2 separate regions of the Rattus norvegicus genome follow, and region 2 is linked to region 1. Evidence: chromatin contacts called from public Hi-C data. All regions are on one chromosome and are shown on one strand. Each heading gives the region's core, a stretch centred on a gene start, on an enhancer-like site or on the middle of the called end of the contact. The rest is flanking DNA. Distances are from core to core; before and after follow the strand shown. Region 1 holds the start of Skida1 (SKI/DACH domain containing 1). Region 2 holds the start of Bmi1 (BMI1 proto-oncogene, polycomb ring finger).

What was found. A called contact is a pair of places that touch in the nucleus more often than the background predicts.
Region 2: a Hi-C map of prefrontal cortex shows a contact between it and region 1, with 2.5 times the contacts expected there. The contact joins the promoter of Bmi1 here to the promoter of Skida1 in region 1. A contact is called at or near these places in 3 of 12 Hi-C or Micro-C datasets (kidney, liver and prefrontal cortex) and 1 of 1 datasets of contacts at active chromatin or transcription factors (oligodendrocytes).

What each region holds. Positions count from the first base shown.
Region 1 is chr17:85,713,455-85,717,485 of GRCr8, reverse strand. Skida1 (SKI/DACH domain containing 1) reads left to right here and starts at 2,111. Exons shown (of 2, transcript NM_001400778.1): 1 at 2,111-2,349; 2 at 2,454-4,031. The coding sequence starts at 2,567.
Region 2 is chr17:86,241,859-86,245,889 of GRCr8, reverse strand. Bmi1 (BMI1 proto-oncogene, polycomb ring finger) reads right to left here and starts at 1,646. Exons shown (of 10, transcript NM_001107368.2): 1 at 1,580-1,646; 2 at 740-870; 3 at 348-444. The coding sequence starts at 851.

The DNA of each region.
Region 1 (4,031 bases), core at 862-3,361:
TCTGGTCACTCTACTTTAAAACAACAAACACCAGCATTTGCTTTTCCTGGAAACTTCGATTTCTGCTCAAAGCTTGTGCATTTGGCCTCCTGTGAAAGTGAAAGAGAAAAACTCGGTGTGGTAGGACCAGATGCAAAGAAAGCCAAGTCGTTGGATGGTATTAGCTGTGACGAGGCATTGTTCACTGCTGCCTCTCGGTTACGTTTAAAGCCTGAAATATCACGAGATCCATTCAATGATCCTTCTCTCATTCAAGGGACAGAAATGTAATTTGCTGTAGCTCTGATTTCTTGGATGGAAATGCTAGCCTTAGATTTCAAAGGCAAGAACTAGACATCGTGGTTTGTACACACATTGATTAAGTTGAAGAGCGACGATTACATCTGTGCTGAGAGCAACAGTCGTCCAGGGCTGACTTTTCAAACCCCAGCCCCCTGAGTTACAGACTCTCTTAAATAGACTCCCTTAATTTCCGGATGCACTTCTTGAAATTCCCAATCTCTTCAAAATTCCTGGGAAAATTACGAGGAAGATGAGGGTGGGGGTGGGGAGCCATGGCCGAGAGAGACTTCATCTTGTCAAGCAAACTACCTTTTTGTATATCTGATTTCTGTTTGTTTGGTTTTTTTTTTTTCTTAAGATTTTTTTCCCCTTTTCTCTTTTGAGTTATATCTGCTCCTGCTGGCCAGATCTCAGCAGGGGAAACTGGAACTTCTGAATATGAAGAAAGGAATTATTGTGCATTTTTTTCCCCTCACAGGTTCAGAAATATCCGTTCATTCTTTAACCTCACAGATGTGTCTATTTTGGGAGGAAGGAGGAAACATGTAGACGCCTAGGCTGCATTTATGCTGTAGTTACAAACACTGAAGAAGATCTGGCCGAATTTTGCAAAGCAGCCAACATCCATCTGAGATCCTGCAAATGCAAGTGAAAAGACCCTTCCTCTCACTTGGCAATATTTTGGATTTCCTTGAAAATGACAGCAAATCACGCTGGTGACTAAGAAGAGGTTATCCCAGACTGATATTCATCCAAAGTGATTTTGTTAAAACAGATGCCTGGCTTTCACAGGGGGGGGGCAATGGGAGCTGTGGAAGATGCACCTAATCTACCAGCCAAGCCATCACCAATCACTGAAATGGTCTGCACCATACACCAGCACTCTCTTTTCATTGTTTTTATGTAAAACTTCTGGAAGCACCTTGTGGAGCCTTCCATTTTCTTTCCTTTACTGCAGAAGGAGGTACCTGCTCCCTGGAATTCTGACCTGTGGACGGGACCTGGCCAAAGCCATGTTGGACACTCTAGGATGACCTCACCTCTTCGCCAGGCTCCTGAATCGTGAAACGTGTACTCATTGCTGGCTTATCTGTGCTTTGTTATGGGCCTGACGAGAAACTACCTTCCCCCTGCCCCACTCCTCAGCAAAGAACTGAAATCCAGTTGAATTGTTACGTGTTCCTGAGGTGGAGCCTCGAACTGCTTTCTTGGTCAAATAACTTTGTTTCTGGTTGTAAAAGGGCATGGGAGGGGGCGGGGGTGTGGAGAGAAATTGCCAACGTAAGTCTGTACTGGGGTGGGTCACCTCGGGATTTAACTTTAGAGCTCCCAGCCAGTCTCCTTCTCCTCACCCAGAAGGGAAATACCAGGCTATTCTGGCACGTTTTCCCTTAAGCTTCATTTTCCAAAGAAAAGAGGGGTGGGGTATATCTATTTGAGCTTGATAATGTTTTTTAAATGCTTTCCTTTGAAACGATAATAGCTGTATCGGTAAAATGCAAATAAAGCAAAAATAGGCAGTATTTCTTTAAAGGGGAATATACGGTGCTTTTTTTTTTTTTTTTTTTTTTTTGCGTACATACACTGCTTCTGATGAAGTCTGTGAGTCAGGCTGTTTCTGAGCTCCGATAGTTTAATGGAAAGATTTATATACCGGCTGTATTATTTACTTTGGGAGGGGAGGTGGCAGTATAAGGGTATGCTAATTAGTAGGAGATTTTGGGGGGAAGGGGTGGAATATCAATTTTTATTGCATCACCTGTCAGGAGTGTCCAATCAGCGTTGGCTTTAGGGGAATTAATTGATGAAGGTGTCTCCGGACGAGCTCACTTCACTCTGTCATTTTATTTGTAGCTAAAGCAGCGGCGGGAATAGCAGCTGCATTTCTTTTCTCTTTCTCCCTTCACATTCCATTATCACAGTGCTCCAATGGAGAAAGAAGGAGTAGCGGGGCCCAGGTACTGATCCGCATCGAGGACTCAGACCAACACACTGGCAGATCTGAAACCGGATGGTCTTTTCCCTCTTTTTTAAAAAAACGAAAACCAAAAAAAAAGCGAGAATCAAGTCAGTGTAATTTCATGGGGTTTTTCTCACCCCCCCCCCCCAGTAATTCGCCTAGAGTTTGGCACTCCCTTCGCCGGGAATAACAGTCTTTGTTATTTTATTAGCAGGATGCCTTGAGACACACGCAGCATCTGGCGGAGGATTAACATACATACATGTGTATGTATGCGTCACGTATATATTTACTGCAAATGGTGGGGATCATTTAGTGCCCGAGATGGGAGACCTGAAGTCAGGTTTCGAAGAGGTGGATGGCGTGAGGCTCGGCTACCTCATCATTAAAGGAAAGCAAATGTTTGCTCTCTCCCAAGTCTTCACAGATCTGCTGAAAAACATCCCGAGGACGACCGTGCACAAGCGCATGGATCATCTGAAAGTGAAAAAGCACCACTGCGATCTGGAGGAGTTGCGGAAACTCAAAGCAATCAACAGTATCGCCTTCCACGCGGCCAAATGCACGCTCATCTCCCGGGAAGACGTAGAAGCGCTCTACACCTCCTGCAAAACCGAGCGTGTGCTCAAGACCAAGCGAAGGAGGGTCGGTCGGGCCCTGGCCACAAAGGCGCCGCCGCCAGAGCGCGCCGCCGCCGCCAGCCCCCGCCCGGCTTTTTGGAAGGACAAGCACCAACTTTGGCGGGGCCTGAGCGGAGCCGCGCGGCCCCTGCCAATCAGCGCGCAGTCCCAGCGTCCGGGCGCCGCCGCCGCGCGCCCCGCCGCCCATCTACCTCAGATTTTTAGCAAATACCCTGGCTCGCACTACCCGGAGATCGTTCGCTCGCCTTGCAAACCCTCTTTAAACTATGAAACTGCCCCGCTCCAGGGAAACTACGTCGCTTTCCACTCGGACCCCGCTTATTTTCGGAGCCTGCTGTGCAGCAAGCACCCGGCCGCAGCCGCAGCCGCCGCCGCCGCCGCTGCCGCCGCCGCAGCCGCCGCCGCCTACTACCAGGCGGCCGGGCCCCAGCCCAAGGCGGCGACCGGCGCGGGAGGCCCGGTGAGCCTGACCTACCGCTGCAAGCGCAAGCGCGGGGGCGCCAAGAACTGCCTGCTCGCGCCTCACACCGGCGCCCGGCGCCTGCTGCTGCTGCCCAGGTCCTACAAAGCCAAGGCGGCGGCGGCGGCGGCAGCAGCGGCGGCGGCGGCGGCGGCGGCCGCCGGAGCCACTTGCTTGGAGAGGTTTCATCTGGTCAACAGCTTCTGCCCGCCTCCTCACCACCACCATCACCATCACCACCATCACCACCACCACCACCACCGGGCCCAGCAGCCAACGCCGAGTCACCACCCCCCTCACCACCACCGGCCGCAGCCCCATCTAGGAAGCTTTCCCGAGAGTTGTAGCAGCGACTCCGAGTCCAGCTCCTACTCGGACCATGCAGCCAATGACTCGGATTTTGGCTCCAGTTTGTCCAGCTCCAGCAACTCCGTGTCCTCAGAGGAAGAGGAGGAGGAAGGAGAGGAGGAGGAGGAAGAGGAGGAGGAAGAGGGGGGCAGCGGGGCCTCTGATTCCAGTGAAATCAGCTCCGAGGAGGAGGACTCATCCACCGAGTCAGACTCCAGCTCCGGGTCCAGCCAAGTGTCAGTGCAGAGCATCCGTTTCAGGCGCACCAGCTTCTGCAAGCCTCCCAGCGTGCAGGCGCAGGCCAACTTCTTGTACCATCTGGCCTCCGCCGCCGCTGCAG
Region 2 (4,031 bases), core at 397-2,896, 530 kb before region 1:
ACAAACAAAACAAACAAAACAAACAAACAAACAAACAAACAAAACAAACAAACAAAACAAACAAACAAACAAACAAACAAACAAAACACTACTCATTTGTCATGAAGTCAATAAAGCTATGCACAAGAAAGGGAAACTAATTCACTTTTAAAGGACAGACACCTTTAAAATACTGGAATAAAACCAAACTTTGTCTAAACACAGTCATTAAAATAACAAGAAATTAAAGTTCTCCCCCCTCCCCTTCCCATACAGCAAAGGTCAGGAATAAACTTCCAGCAAAGCAAAACCAGGGATGGCGGTGGCCACACCCCCCAGCCCCCACCCTTGCCCCAGCACTCTCTTACCTTATATTCAGTAGTGGTCGAGTTTTGTGAACTTGGACATCACAAATAGGACAATACTTGCTGGTCTCCAAGTAACGCACAATACATGTTTTACAGACTAGAAATAGGAAGATAAAAAGGTTGTGTGAGTTTAGAAAGTTTATAATGTCGGAACTGAAAATTCAAGGATGGGAAATGAAGAAGAAGGTATTTCTGAAAACTAAAAAAGTGAAACTCATTAAGACCTTAAAAACTCCACACTGCCTAATTGTAACAATGCACTACATACATAAGAAAGGAGATCTCACAATGTGTACTAACATTCCCAAGGAATGTGGGAATGTTGGTAGTTTTAATGGTCAGGATGAGCAGTGAAGCATACAGACCCAAGAAGGCTAACACTGTGTACTTACAGGAATGTAGACATTCTATTATGGTAGTGGCATCAATGAAGTACCCTCCACACAGGACACACATTAGGTGGGGATTTAGCTCAGTGATCTTGATTCTGGTTGTTCGATGCATTTCTGCTTGATAAAAGACCCTGCAAGACACAAAAAAAGTATTGGCTATAATTCAAGAGAATTGAGATTATCTCCACAACTCCAAGAAACTGTATACCCTGAAACGCTGTGCGGTTCATAAAACTCGTTTAACACTCTACAGCTGGCTCTCCAAACGTTTTCTACAAAAGGAATTTACTAATGAGATCAGAATAACCTCCACTGTTAAATGGTGTAAAAGGATCCAACTAAATTTACTTCTGGCCTCTCAGGCCATTCCTGGAGATGAAAAGGTCTGGGCTGGGGGCTGGGAGCCCAGTGGACTCCGGTCTGTCTCTCCCAGCTGTCCTCAGGCTCCGCAGACACCACGCAGCTCTGCTGCGGCCACCACGAAGCCGCCGCAGATATTTACTAGCCACTAGAGCTTGATCCAAGTCTCCGAATTTACTGTGGCATTTCCTGCGGGACCTCTAGTCAAAAACTTCGTGATTCTTGTTTAGACAGCTCAAGCAACCAGAACCTGGCAGGGCTCGGGCCCAACAAAGGGAAAGCGCTCAGTGAGCCTCCTGCATCCCCGGCATTTCCGGACTGGGTGCCGAGGAAAGAAGCACCTCGTGGGCCTCGGCTGAGGCCTGGGCGCCGCGGACACGAGCGGGATGTGAGGGGCGGATCCCGAGGTGCCCCGGGCTAGGTCTTGTTCCGGATTCGGAACTCGCCTCTGTTGGGGTTTCCATAGCAACTTACACTTACACTTGGCATCCAGCCACCGCTGCAACTCTGCGCGGAGCTGGCCGAGCCCAGCCTCTGCGGGCGTGCGGGGTGCCGGGCGCGGGGGAGGGGCGGGGCGGGGACGCAGGGTGTCGATCCTCGGGTGACGGCCACCAGAGTTCCAACCCCAAAGAGAGTGCACCGGCCATTCCAGACACTCTCCGGGTCTGTTCTGTGACCGTTGGGAAGGAAGAGCTATTTCTCATCTTGCCTTTTTCTGACTGTCCTGTTATCATTCGCTATGTCAGAAATCTTACTTAGAGATCTTTTGAGAATTGCCAACTGTGCACTTAGCCCTGCCCGGCAAGACTGGAGTTGCAGAGGCGTTTATTGCACTGAACTTCTAAGGCTCCCTTCTCTAGAAAGCCTCCAGTAGTTTACATGAGCCATGCAAAGTGTTTGGAAGGGCTCAATCCAGAAATCAGTTTCTCAAGAGAAGGAGGCGCAAACTTCCATTTGAATAAACTATTCTGGAGACCAGAAAAACTACTTTAGTGGGTGGTATAGTGACAAGGTGCAAAAAGTCAAGAGGCCAGCCCATCCCCAAAGCTAAATGCAGAGTAAGGGGGGCTGGGGGGGTGTCTTTTCTCACCTAAGTTCCATACAATACTCACAGATACATTTTAGAAAACTCGCAGTTGAGACCTGTCAGCAACACCACAGCAGACAGTACTCAGGGAGTCAGTTACCTGTGTGGACGTGGCTGTGGGGATGCAGCCTCGCCTACCCTTTTATCCACCACAGAATCTAAATCAAGACTGACCTACACCTGACTCAGCCTCAGAGCTGTCTGCAATGAAAATCCAGGAACTTGCATAATTTTAACAAAATGCACCTGGGACTTTAATTCTAAGGAAAGCTTAATACAGAAGAGGGAAAAACCAACCAGCATACCTCAAGACTGGAATTAAAAGGGATGAATACTAAAGATGGCCCAAACCCAAAAAGCTTCCCTGAGAGTGACTTCAACCTGTGCATTACTAGTTTGGGACTCAGTCAACAAATAGCGTGAGCTACATGGCTGAGAAGCTGTGGATGAAGTTATGCCACTAATAAGGAGCAAGATGTAAATCCAACCGCACTTGGGGATTGAAGACCACTCTTCCCAATTAAAGACAACTCTCCTGTGAAACCACAGCCTCTCCTAGAAAGAGCCTTGAAAGGAACCATACCCAGTCCTCACACCACAGAGCCTTGCATCCTCTCGTGTCACTCTACTACAAGAGAGCAAATACCAACCCAGAGAGCAGGACCTCAACAGAGGGGACACCAGTTAGTTCTCTTTGAGCCACTTGACCAAAGTCTCTCAAGTTCACCTTAAATTGGAATTCACGGAACTGCCCTCCCACAGATGAAAGTAATTTGGCCTACAACCATTCTTAATGCTAATCAATTATCACTTTGTTACTGATACGAACATCAAGAACATCAATTCTTCATCATTTTACCCTATTGGATAATACGGACAATCTCATGAAGACTTCCTAGAATGTTTGGTGAGACTTAGCCTCTTGCACCCCAGAGGTGCACCTCTTGCACAAATCATAAAAATGCAACCAGCATAAAACGCTGAAAATACTCAATAGTAGAAATACAGCTTAGTTAGTTGGAGCTGTCAGTTGTAGTTGGAGGCCTAACACCAGTGATGTCAATGTGAAGGAAGACAGAGGCCAGCTCTGATGGTAGCAACCTAAGAAATGCAAATGAACTCCATAATCCCACTGGGGGCTCACAGCACAAATGCAAGTGTGGGTGACTTTGGGGGTGACCTGACTGATGGGGAGAACTTTGCCCATTTGGACACAACATACATTCAAGAGCTCAGTGGTAGATTGTCAATGGACTTATCAAATATATCCGAATGCTTACATGCCTTACAAAAGTTTGTATGTGGTATCTGAGTGTCTACACATGCACACACAATCTTTTACATAGTTTTAAAGATATTATTACAATAGTATAATTTGCCCTCGTAGATTATTTCAAATATTTCCCTTTCATAGAAGACATGGAAAAATACAATTTACTATAGATTATAAACACAGTATATAAAATAATTTTACAAAAAAAAACAACCTCGATTAATTCTCCTTAATCTCACTAGTCTACTTAAGACCCAAATGTTACTACATAGTCTCAGAACTCATGCTGTCCACATTTTTACATCCTCTAGTATCAAGTCTTTACTACGTTTTACAACATGTTCCCAAAGGTTGGGGAAGCTCCTTTAAAAGTAGCTTGAATTACCATCACACATCTGCATTTGGGTAAATATGCCCGGAATTTTGTCTACTTTAAGAGAAGGGGTTAATGCTCAATTCTCTTTCAGATATTGAACCGTGACCACTAAGCCCACTAAATCCTTTTATTGCAATTGGGAATGATCAAAGTCTCTCTCCTTGTTTATTTCCAATTATTAACTGTAAAGCTCTGG